Regions from separate parts of the Mus musculus genome. Here all the other regions are linked to region 3. The links are chromatin contacts, called in public HiChIP or PLAC-seq maps. All regions are on one chromosome and are shown on one strand. The core of a region is the stretch at or near the end of the contact, and the rest is flanking DNA. Distances in the headings are between cores, read along the strand shown. Region 1 overlaps Aopep (aminopeptidase O). Region 2 overlaps Aopep (aminopeptidase O). Region 3 overlaps Aopep (aminopeptidase O). Region 4 overlaps Aopep (aminopeptidase O).

The links. HiChIP or PLAC-seq counts read pairs in DNA pulled down with a chosen protein or histone mark.
Region 1: an H3K4me3 HiChIP or PLAC-seq map of craniofacial prominence shows a contact between it and region 3, with 4 times the contacts expected there. The contact joins two enhancer-like sites. A contact is called at or near these places in 1 of 484 Hi-C or Micro-C datasets (bone marrow-derived macrophages), 8 of 115 datasets of contacts at active chromatin or transcription factors (craniofacial prominence, embryonic midbrain, embryonic stem cells and 2 more) and 3 of 9 other capture datasets (adipose tissue, liver and pancreatic islet).
Region 2: a FOXA1 HiChIP or PLAC-seq map of pancreatic cancer cells shows a contact between it and region 3. The contact joins two enhancer-like sites. A contact is called at or near these places in 2 of 484 Hi-C or Micro-C datasets (bone marrow-derived macrophages and embryonic fibroblasts), 10 of 115 datasets of contacts at active chromatin or transcription factors (craniofacial prominence, embryonic stem cells, epiblast stem cells and 4 more) and 3 of 9 other capture datasets (adipose tissue, liver and pancreatic islet).
Region 4: a contact with region 3 is called in a FOXA1 HiChIP or PLAC-seq map of pancreatic cancer cells. The contact joins two enhancer-like sites. A contact is called at or near these places in 2 of 484 Hi-C or Micro-C datasets (the HL-1 cell line and bone marrow-derived macrophages), 10 of 115 datasets of contacts at active chromatin or transcription factors (cardiomyocytes, craniofacial prominence, embryonic stem cells and 4 more) and 3 of 9 other capture datasets (adipose tissue, liver and pancreatic islet).

The regions. Positions count from the first base shown.
Region 1 is chr13:63,022,115-63,024,814 of GRCm38.p6, reverse strand. The region is part of intron 2 of Aopep (aminopeptidase O); the gene reads right to left. Among named protein-coding and RNA genes, the nearest start is that of Aopep, 59 kb to the right of the region's middle. Within about 2 kb of position 1,419, at least 25 of the 459 cell types and tissues checked have an H3K27ac peak or open chromatin away from gene starts, as enhancers often do. A contact at or near this core is called in craniofacial prominence, where this site is marked.
Region 2 is chr13:63,065,433-63,068,132 of GRCm38.p6, reverse strand. It overlaps Aopep (aminopeptidase O), which reads right to left. Exons shown (of 16, transcript NM_001289926.1): 5 at 1-93. Among named protein-coding and RNA genes, the nearest start is that of Gm46422, 28 kb to the left of the region's middle. Within about 2 kb of position 1,357, at least 40 of the 459 cell types and tissues checked have an H3K27ac peak or open chromatin away from gene starts, as enhancers often do. A contact at or near this core is called in embryonic fibroblasts and pancreatic cancer cells, where this site is marked.
Region 3 is chr13:63,271,358-63,274,057 of GRCm38.p6, reverse strand. All of the region lies in intron 13 of Aopep (aminopeptidase O), which reads right to left. Among named protein-coding and RNA genes, the nearest start is that of Gm16907, 24 kb to the left of the region's middle. Within about 2 kb of position 1,252, at least 166 of the 459 cell types and tissues checked have an H3K27ac peak or open chromatin away from gene starts, as enhancers often do. A contact at or near this core is called in the HL-1 cell line, craniofacial prominence, embryonic fibroblasts and 2 more, where this site is marked.
Region 4 is chr13:63,086,828-63,089,527 of GRCm38.p6, reverse strand. All of the region lies in intron 5 of Aopep (aminopeptidase O), which reads right to left. It overlaps Gm46422 (a long non-coding RNA gene), which reads left to right. Exons shown (of 3, transcript XR_001780981.2): 3 at 1-1,733. Among named protein-coding and RNA genes, the nearest start is that of Gm46422, 6.6 kb to the left of the region's middle. Within about 2 kb of position 1,272, at least 51 of the 459 cell types and tissues checked have an H3K27ac peak or open chromatin away from gene starts, as enhancers often do. A contact at or near this core is called in the HL-1 cell line, pancreatic cancer cells and pancreatic islet, where this site is marked.

The DNA of each region.
Region 1 (2,700 bases), core at 170-2,669, 250 kb after region 3:
CAGGGATCTCATGCAGAAGAAAAGGCAGAAAGATTGTAAGAGCCAGAGATGACATGACAGAGGACTCGATCAAACTAGTGTCTTTCAGGTACAACGCATGTGCATATAAACTCAGAGAGACTGTAGCAGCATGCACAAGAACTGCACAGGTTCAAGATAGACAGTTTGCAGCATTGAGAGGGAAAAGTGGACATAGGATCCCACCCCTAACCAAGAAGCTATCTCCATCTGATACCCACTGGCAAAGGGAAAATCAACTTTTCCAATGGTGGGCCACTGAGTATATATCAGCCACATTCCAAGACAAGCCCCAAGCCCAGGAGGAGTTAGTTGGCCAGCACAAAATTAACTCAATGGTGTTTTTGTGAACGCTTTGCTTCGTTTAGCTTTGTTTGGCATTTTTGTCATATTGGTCTTTTGCCTGATTGACTTGATTTACATTTTTATGGTTTTGTTTTGTTTTGTTTTAAAAGAGAGAAAGAAGATAACGTTAGATGAGTAGAGCATAGGGAGGACCTGGGGTGAGCTGAGAGGGAAAAATCCAAATATAGTATATGGATAGTCTTAATTGTACAAGAACTGTATAAAGTCAAGCCATCGTGTATAAAATCAATGTTCAGCAATGGCAGAGGGAGAAGTCCCACCTCTATCTGAGAAGCCATTGGCAGCAGAAGGCTGCTGGAGGACGGAGAGTAAACTATCAAGAATGGGGCTCCTGAGAGGTTGTCCATGCTCCAGTGGATGGCCCCAGTGCACACACAATAAGCAGAGTCAGAAAGTGAGGGAGAGGCAGGGGAAAGAGAAGGGAAGACAGACATTCAGGAAGGGAGAGAGGGAGGGGGAGGGAGGGACAGAGGGAGGAGGAGGAGGGAGAACATGTGACATAGGGAGGGAAGGTGGTGGAAAGGGATAGGAGAGGAACTGGGCGGGGGAGGGAGTGAAAGTTAGATCCAAGCACATTATATGCGTGTATGAATATTAAATGAAAACAGTCAAACAGAAATCTGAGCTCTTCCACTCATTCTTTTTAAAGCCTCCTTGTGTAGTGAGCTATAAAGCACTAAAGTTAATTCAGTGGGGAAGCAGTATGTCTGTCTAACATCTGGCTTTGATGTTAACCTAAAAATACGAGTAGTGTGCCCAGCAATTGAATGAACACGCCAGAAAAGTTAGTTCTTACCAGCTTTGCCCTGGCATTTTCTAAAACAAAGAAACATCACAAATGCTGTAGGGAAGTTTAAAGTTTAATATTTTTTCCCAGGTTATTTATTCCCCTAAATTATAGTTTTGAATTATATTTTCTCCTCCACTCAACTCTCATTTGGTGACATCATCAACTAATATGCCAGACTTCCTGGGGCAGCTGGCTGCTTTCCCAACTACCATTATGATCATCAGGGGAAAGCGAGGCTTTCTAGAAGGGATGCCTTAGTTTTAAATAACTTTTCCTTTAGTGGAATGGAAAAACCTTAAGAAATGCAAGAGTGAAGAAAAGCACATGTTCTTCAAATAGATTTCCACTTTCATAGTTTTTTAGGTATCCTGAGGACTCAAAGTGGAAAACATGTTAAGTCCCCATTTCTCTCCAGCTTTAAAGGGTCACCTGTACACATTCTTGGTCCACTTTCGCTCTCATAGAGTTACTTTGAAAGGCACACACACAGCACATAAAGTAAACATCAATCTAAGAAGTCTGCCACTAGATTGTTACATAAGGATTCCCTCCATCAGTCACTTTGAAATGTCACCTGTGATCGAGTATCCCAGGGCTCAGGCAAGAGAGGACATTTAGGTTCAAGAACTGGCACAAGCCCTGAGTGGCTGAGACAGAGAGCTGGGTGTTCTACTTTGAGCAACTCTCTTTCAGAACTAGAATAATAGTGGACGAGCTAGTGACAACTCCCCAAAAGAATAAACTATACTCTTTATTCTTCAGAAAAGAAAGGCACTTAGTAAAAGCACTAGGGCACTTAGTGAACGCACCTGGGCACTTAGTAAAAGCACCAGGGCACTTAGTGAAAGCACCTGGGCAATCTTATGGGTAGTGGGGGATCCAGGAAAGGCAGCCTCTTCTGAAGGTTGCAGCTATGTTTTAAGTCAACTTAATTTTAAGCAGTTTATGTGTTAAGTTCATTTAAAAATAAGAAGTTCCTCTGCACCCCACAGCTCCTTTCCCTTTTACAGTCACCGTGTCTGTCACACTTAGCAAAACATGGCACGCTTCACTTAGATTCCTCGAATATTCTTTTTCTTGTGGAAATTCTTTTTTGTTGTTGTTTTTTAAACAGTCAGGCTCTTTAGAAGTGATACCAGGTACCAAAGTTGAATCAGGATCAAGTTGACCATCTAAACAGTCCCATATCCCCTAAAGAAATAGAAGCAGTTATTAATAGTCTCCCAGCCAAAAAAAGCCCAGGACCAGACGGGTTTAGTGCAGAGTTCTATCAGACCTTCAAAGAAGATCTAATTCCAGTTCTGCACAAACTATTTCACAAGATAGAAGTAGAAGGTACTCTACCCAACTCATTTTATGAAGCCACTATTACTCTGATACCTAAACCACAGAAAGATCCAACAAAGATAGAGAACTTCAGACCAATTTCTCTTATGAATATCGATGCAAAAATCCTTAATAAAATTCTCGCTAACCGAATCCAAGAACACATTAAAGCAATCATCCATCCTGACCAAGTAGGTTTT
Region 2 (2,700 bases), core at 108-2,607, 210 kb after region 3:
GCAAACACTCGATAAGGAATGATGTCCTGGGAGGCAGCGGACGCACTCTGGAACCTGCAAGGGTATTCCATATGATTGCAGGTGTTATCATACCTGGACAACACAAAAGAAGACAGTGGTTCAAACAGGTTTATTAGAAAAGGCGGTTCAGTGGGGCTGGAGATATGGCTCAGTGGGTAAGAGCACTGACTGCTCTTCCAAAGGTCCTGAGTTCAAATCCCAGCAACCACATGGTGGCTCATAACCATCCATAATGAGATCTGATGCCCTCTTCTGGTGTGTCTGAAGACAGCTACAGTGTACTTACATATAATAAATAAGTAAATCTTTAAAAAAAAAAGATAGAAAAGGCAGTTTAAGTATTGGCTTGTTTGCTTTTGGGCAGCAGTGAAAATTATAGGTCAAATATTTATTGAGGTGCCTGAAGTGACTGAGTGATTTCAATCTAAGCTAATGAAAGCAACGATCTTATAGATCTTAGAATTATGGGGGTCATGGGTGGATAAGATTTGAAACAATAAAGCAACCTTCCACCCAAATTAAAGTAAATTCTACCTTCAGTAATGTGATCTCAAATATCATCATAGAGAAACTGTTGAAGTTACTGACAGTTCTTAGAGAGGGAGAGATGCAATAGCCGTTTTATTTATTGACTTTTCATTGAGAACTCATGGAGCCCAGGTAGCTCTGAACTCAGGATATAGCTGAGGCTACCCTTCAACTTCTGATTCTTCTGAATCTATCTCTCAAGTACTGGGATTACAGCTATGAGCCGCTATGTACCTGTCTATAGGCAAATTAAAGATTCCATTCTGGAAAATCCTAGAATAAGTGACCTGGGGTGAGGTAGGACAATGAACCAATGACAGTTATAGGTATAGTGTTCAAAAAAAAAAAAAAATCACAGCTTATCAAAAAGTAATCTAGGCATTCTTCACACTACTTGCCAGAGGCTGGCACTTCTGAAAAGAGCACTCTTTTCAATATCCTTTTGGGCTTTGGAGACAGGGTCATGCATCCCAGGCTGGCCTTAAACTCACCATGTAGATGAGAATGGCCTTGAACTCCTGATCATCTTGTCTCTACCTCCTGTGTGCTGGGATTACTGGCATATGCCTGGTTTACATAGTGCTGGGAATTGAACCTAGGGCTTCCTGCATGTTAGGTAAGTACTCTACCAACTGAGCTATGTCTCTGGTCCCTTTCTAATGCACTTTCAGTATAAATGTAATGAAATCAACCTTCGAGTGAAACAGAGCAGAACCCAGCTAGCCCCATTGTCATGTTACTCCCAGAAAGGCAAAGGAGGAATTGAAAGAAAATTCCTAGGGTCTGACTCACAGGCCTCAAGAGAACTTATATAGCTAAAGAAACCAACATCAAAGAGAATTCTATTTTTTCATCTGTTAACATGCCCTCTATTCAGACACAATGGAAAAACCCTGTAACCTTAAATTGCAGATTATAATTCTAGCTGTGGGTGCTACTGTGATTCACCAGACACTGAAGAATCTCTAAGTGCTTACCTGCCTCAATTTGGGCAGGTTGTAACAATAATTCTTCTTGAGGTTTATGAAGTATCTTCCAGACACCCAAGGCCTGTGATCAGGAGATCCACACAGCTATGTAAACAAGCCTCACCTTCCACCATAATGCTTCAAGAATTACCAGCCCCAGTGAGGCCTGGTTATGGTTGGGGGGGGGGGGTGGGTAAAAAAATGGAGACCCATAAAACTGCCAGGATAAAGTGACTGCAAGAATAGAGTTACTAAGACTGGACTCAAGCCAAAGTCCTGGACTCATAACATCACCTTATGAGAAAGAAATCAAAAGTGTCTGCTTGTAAACATTCAACTAAAAAGGCTACAACACCCACCTAAAGACGAGGAGCCAAGATGGCCAACTACTGAGCCTCTATGGGGTTTTTAAAAATGTATTTACACAGAAAAACAATGTACTATGGTAATTTAAGCTCACATACTCTCTACTGAAAAGTTTTTACAAGCTGCAGTTGACCATGTGTCCATGGCATATGCCCATACACCTGTAACCCCAGCATTTGAAAGGTACAGACAGAAGAATCAGGAGTTCAAGGTAAGTTTGGGCTCCATGAGACCATGCCTCAAAACTCCCACCCAAAGGCTTTTAGAAGCCAAGTGTGACAACAGCATGGACCAGTATGCCTAGAACTCCAGCACTTGGGAGGCTGAGGCAAGAGTACTGAGGATATGACACCAGCCTGGACTATGTATGTTCTGGGCCAGCTTGCGCTACAAGTCACAACCTTGTCTTAAAAACCTAAAAAAAAGAGGGGGCCTTCAAAGCATGAACCGAAAGCTCGAACTCTCTGGATGCAGCTAGGGAATAAGCTTAAGATCTAAACATCACGATGCCTCAGTGCAGGGAGGCATGCTATCTCGAAACTGCTTTTTCCCACGGAGGGAGACTATCTCTTACACCTAAGAAAACTAGAGGTTAGGGAACAGAGTGAAGGCGGCAATGGTACATCAAACAAGCCTGTTTGTTCAAGGGAAAAGATGAATCATTTTCTTTCCAGGCCTATATGAACACTCACCAAACTAATGAGGATGATTACTGTTAGATGCATAACTTAATCCCATTTTCCATAAAACTTAGGACTTAAAAGCAATCATGCTATGGGCAAGTTACGTCACTGAGGCTCTTGATAGTGAAAGAACT
Region 3 (2,700 bases), core at 3-2,502:
CTTGCAAGGTGTGGGTCTGAGTCTATTCAGCTTCTTCCTCAGGAACTGGCATGGACGCTAGTGACCCCAGGACAGCTGCTGCCTAACATCACAAAGGCATCAAGTCACTGCTAAAAATTTCACAAAAATAAACCTGCTCAACTTCTGGCCAGTTTGTATCTCGCTTTGCATAGGTACAATGGGTCCATTTAGAAAAGTCCAGACTTGTTTTGTTGAAATGATAATGCATTCTAAGTGTTCTGATTATTTCATCTCTAGTAGAAAATGCCGTAGAGACCTTCCTTCTTCCTCAGATCCAATTGGAACTGTATGAATTATCTTGGAACCTACCAATAGTTGATTTTTTTAAGAGGAAGAAATGAAGCTAGGTTTCCATCTTAAGAGAAAATTTTCCTACGTAATTAAATTACATAACTGAATTTTTAAAAAGAGAAACTTTTCAAAAAAAAAAAAAAAAAAAAAAAACAAGGCACCACAGCACATATTCCCGTTCCCAACCATCGCTTTGCTGTTAACACGCCAACTAAAACGGTCATTATTCCAAAGCCAGGCAAGACTCTAGTTTACACAATGCATGAATCAATACACCATAGTCCACCCCCTAAATATGTTCAATTATAAAATGGAAACAAATAAAACTCAAACTAACCTGAAAAAAAAAAAGTGGCTACAGGTCCCTCAACGTGAGGAGACCCAGAAATCACTCACTTTAACGCCACAAGCTGAGAACCACTTGCCCCGCTCATTTCCAGCTTAGCTTCTTAATTCAGACCTTTGCGAGGAGGAATAATCACGGCCGGCCGAGGCAGAAATACAACGAACACACTGTGCACTGCAGGGCGATGCAAACAAATGCCGTCAAAGTCAGGGGAGAGTGCGGCCTCTGCTCTCTGCTCTGGGTTCCCATCTGAGCAGAGCCTGAACGTGCAGCTGTCTAGAACCTCAACTTAACCTGTTGAACATTCCCAGACAAAGCCAGAGCCAGCCACCGCGCGTTGCTGTTTTCCTGCTGGAGTGAGTGTCCTTCAAGCTCTCCCTGCTGCAGGGCAGGGTGTCTCTGCGGATCTTTTCTCCAGGACCTGCCAGGAACTATAATCCCGAAGCCCTGGAATGCACTCCAAGTAGAAACGCCCTCATCCCAAAGCCCTGGAACGCACTCTGAGTAGAAACGCCCTCAGCAAGGGAGAACAAAGCAGCAAAGTCCCGGACAGGGTGCAGGGGCAGACAAGGGAGCCGTGGCCTCCTTACCTTGACCTGGGACCTGCACCTGCCGGCGTAGGCTGATAAGGGCCGCTCGCCCCGCCCTCTCTGCTCTAGCCAATCCACAAGGCCGCCCCGCCCTAACATCCCCGCCCCCCGCAATTCCACAAATTAGGCGTTCGCCTCCCACCCCGCACTTACTCAACATACAGACCAGTCCCAGTACAGCCTGTGATTCAAATGAGAACAAAGGCGGGCTTAGCATGGCACTTTCCTTCCAATTCACTAAAGTGAGGCCCCCTCATTACACTGGGTCCCATGAACACTTCCTTGAAGATCTTTCCAGTTAGAACCGGGATGAAAAACAATCTGATTTTTCCCGCGGAGCAAAACATTCCTGGGTCACCTGGAAGCAGCGTGTAGGTCTAGGAGGGAGGGCAGAAGAAGAAAAAGCTGCCCAGCCGGTTTCTGGTAAACAATCTGCATAATTGCTAATTAGGAGTGGGGGGTGGGGGCGACTGCCAACCTCTCACACCAAATCATTAGGAACAGTTAGTTACCTGAAAGAGGAAGGGGAAAGGGGCGCCAGAAATAAGTTTCCTGGGTTTGCCACCAGCTCTGATGAAGAACACTCCCAGGACATACCACTGGCATTCTGGTCACGAGGGAAGATCGATTCCAACAACAGAATCACTTCATTCGCCACCGTCCCTAGCACTGCTTCTTCAAACCTGATTATCATTGCACGCACAGTTGTTTACCAGAATGGTGAAGCGGGCATTTGAAGATATGACGCAAACAAAACGATAAGGGTTTCCTCCAAACAAGCAAAATGCATCGGGCAGAATCCCATTTACAATTTTAAGTATTAAAATTCCACTCCAGTTTTAGATGCTGAGTGGAATTTCAGGGACTAGAACCATACCCTTAAAAAATGCTTAGAAAAAAAACAGCATCACATGCTACCTGCCAGTCCTGGTTTGATCCAAGTCATCTTCGCCCATTTAGAACTGTCGGGAAGCTTACAGGGTAAATTTGTAAGAAGCGTTTTTATTTTATTTTTAAGTTTCAGGCAATGAACTACTGTCTGGGAGGAAGAAATAAAAACCTTGACTCTAAACAACCCAGAACAAATACGTTATACAAGTCTTTCAGTGTGACCTGGCCCACAATAGACTTTAAAATGTAAAAATTTTAGTTAGTTACGGTTTCCGTCTTATTCTAGGCTTTCACTAGGATATATTCCAGTTTCAGATGAGGGATCCATAGCCCAAGACTATGGAAAATTAATACAGCATTTTGTTTTCTTGCAAAACACCATTTTTGTTTAGCAGCTAAGCACAATTTAAAGCTTAACTGTAGCAACCATTTTAAGTCTTTTTAAAAGATACAAGCAAACAGACCAAAAAAAAAATCCAAAATACAAGTAATTTCTAGATTAAACAGTATAAATAAATCGTTAAGACAAATGCAAACCAAAATCAGCGTATCTATCTCAGC
Region 4 (2,700 bases), core at 23-2,522, 180 kb after region 3:
GAGAAACTCAAAGGTTCCATAACAGAAGGAAACCCAGGACACAGCCCCAAGTACCAAGAGCACAGAGAAAGCTGGGTGTGGTGCATCTTGCTTTTCAAAAAGGAGGGCTGATAATCCTTATAGTTGGCTTACATCTGTATGAACAAACAAAAGACTCATAGAAACGCCTGAGGAGTGGGAGGAATGGAGCAGAAGGGAATGGAGGTGAGAAAACAGGAATGCAGAATAGATTGCACTGAAGTGATTCGCTAACCACAGTCTTTAAGGCTGACCCTTCTGAAAAACTAAGCTTCATTTTGCAAAATTATCTTGATACACTCCCACATAGTCTGAAGGACATGCCAGGCAAAAACTCCATAGACAACACTGCACATCCTTATGAATGAGGTGGTTATCAAGACAGGCTGGAAAGGGCAAACATTCAAAGGAAGGGCTATGTGCAAGAGTGACCCCAACACCCAGAACAGATGTGTCTAGACCCTCTCATTCTGAGCCTTTCACGTTGTAATCAGCAGAGTCAGAACATAAGTTTATTCAAGAACAGTGGTTCTCAACCTGTGGTTTTCGACACATTTGAGGGCCAAATGACCGTTTTACAGGGGTCACATATCAGATATCCTGTATATCAGATATTCACATTATGATTCATAATAGTAGCAAGATTCCAGTTATGAAGTAGCAACAAAAAATAACTTTATAGTTGGGGAGGAAGTCACCACAACCTGAGGAACTTTATTAAAGGGTCACACCATTAGGAAGGTTGAGAACATCTGGTGGGAGAAACAGAACCTCTCTTTCTCTCTCTGTGTGTGTATGTGTCTGTCTGTCTGCCAATTGAGTTCAAAATCCTGCAATGAGAGGGTCCACACTTTTATTATCCATTACTAGATATGGAGAAGGAACTATGACTATGCATTTTGACATGAGCAGCAGCAAGGTCTGGCAGTCTGTTCTGCTGCTTTGCCTCTTCTGGGGAATGACAAGGCAACATGTACAAACACCTCCATTTCAAGCTACAAGCATAGACAGAGGCCCTAGCAGATGGCATGGGCTGTGCTAAGCACACCCGATGAACAGGAAAGTTCTTTAGGGATCATTTGAGGAATCTGGATTCAGTGACTCTTTGCAGCAAGTCTTTTGTGTTGTCCCTGCACTAACTCATCACAATTATTTCTATTTGTTCCCAAAAGCTATTATTTCAGAACACTGTTGACATTCTGGGTTGGGAGGAACCACAGGGCTGGTGATTCACCCTAATAAGCCACAAATCTTATAGTATTTAACAAACGAAACTATCAAATGTCTCTATGCTTACTGGAGCAGAGAGCTGAATTCTCTGAGAGCCTGTTCCGGAATATTTGTGATCTTACGTGTTTCCCTACAGCGGTGTAGAGAGCGAAGGGCTGGGCAGCAGCTCATAGATGACAGGCAAAGTTAAGAGCTGGTCTGGCCCTGGTCTGAGTCCAGAGTGGGCTCTTCCCATCAAGTCAGAAGGCATCCCTCTGTGTACAGGGTAGATAGTGTGCTTGGCTACCTGGGCCTTTGCATTGCTGATTTCATCTGCAAGTGGCCTACAGGTCTACCCCCCCTTAGCTCAAATAACCAACTCATCAGTAGGATCCCCCTGTCCTGCACTTAAGAGACCATGTGTTACGCTTATTCTCCTCACCCTAACTTCCTAGAAGGAGCAAGTATGGCTGCCAGAACAAGGGAGACTCCAGTTTCAGAGTGCCAAAGTCCAGACAGATACAACAGCCATCTCCCCAGACCTCGAAGAACAGGTCAGAGCAAGTCCTGAAAGGTCTCCCCAGATGATCACTTAGGTGTCCACCTCTAGGGGATTGCCTTCCCACCTAGTGCTACCAGAACAGACACAAGGTTCAAAGTGTTTAGGTCCTAAAGAAATAGAAGCAGTCATTAATAGTCTCCCAACCAAAAAAAGCCCAGGACCAGATGGGTTCAGTGCACAGTTCTATCAGACCTTCAAAGAAGACCTAATTCCAACTCTCCTCAAACTATTCCACAAAATAGAAACAGAAGGTACTCTACCCAATTCATTCTATGAAGCCACAATTACTCTGATACCTAAACCACACAAAGATTCAAGGAAGAAAGAGAACTTCAGACTAATTTCCCTTATGAATATTGATGCAAAAATACTCAATAAAATCCTCACAAACCGAATCCAAGAACACATCAAAACGATCTTCCATCATGATCAAGTAGGCTTCATCCCAGGGATGCAGGGATGGTTTAATATACGGAAATCTATGAACATAATCCACTGTATAAACAAACTCAAAGACAAAAATCACATGATCATCTCGTTCGATGCTGGGAAAGCATTTGACAAAATCCAACACCCCTTCATGATAAAAGTCATGGAAAGCTCAGGAATTCAAGGCCCATACCTAAACATAATAAAAGCAATCTACAGCAAACCAGTAGCCAACATCAAACTAAATGGAGAGGAACTGGAAGCAATCCCACTAAAATCAGGGACTAGAGAAAGCTGCCCACTTTCTCCCTACCTATTCAATATAGTACTTGAAGTCCTAGCTAGAGCAATTCGATAATAAAAGGAGATCAAGTGGATACAAATTGGAAAGGAAGAAGTCAAAATATCACTGTTTGCAGATGATATGATAGTATATATAAGTGACCCTAAAAATTTCACCAGAGAACTCCTAAACCTGATAA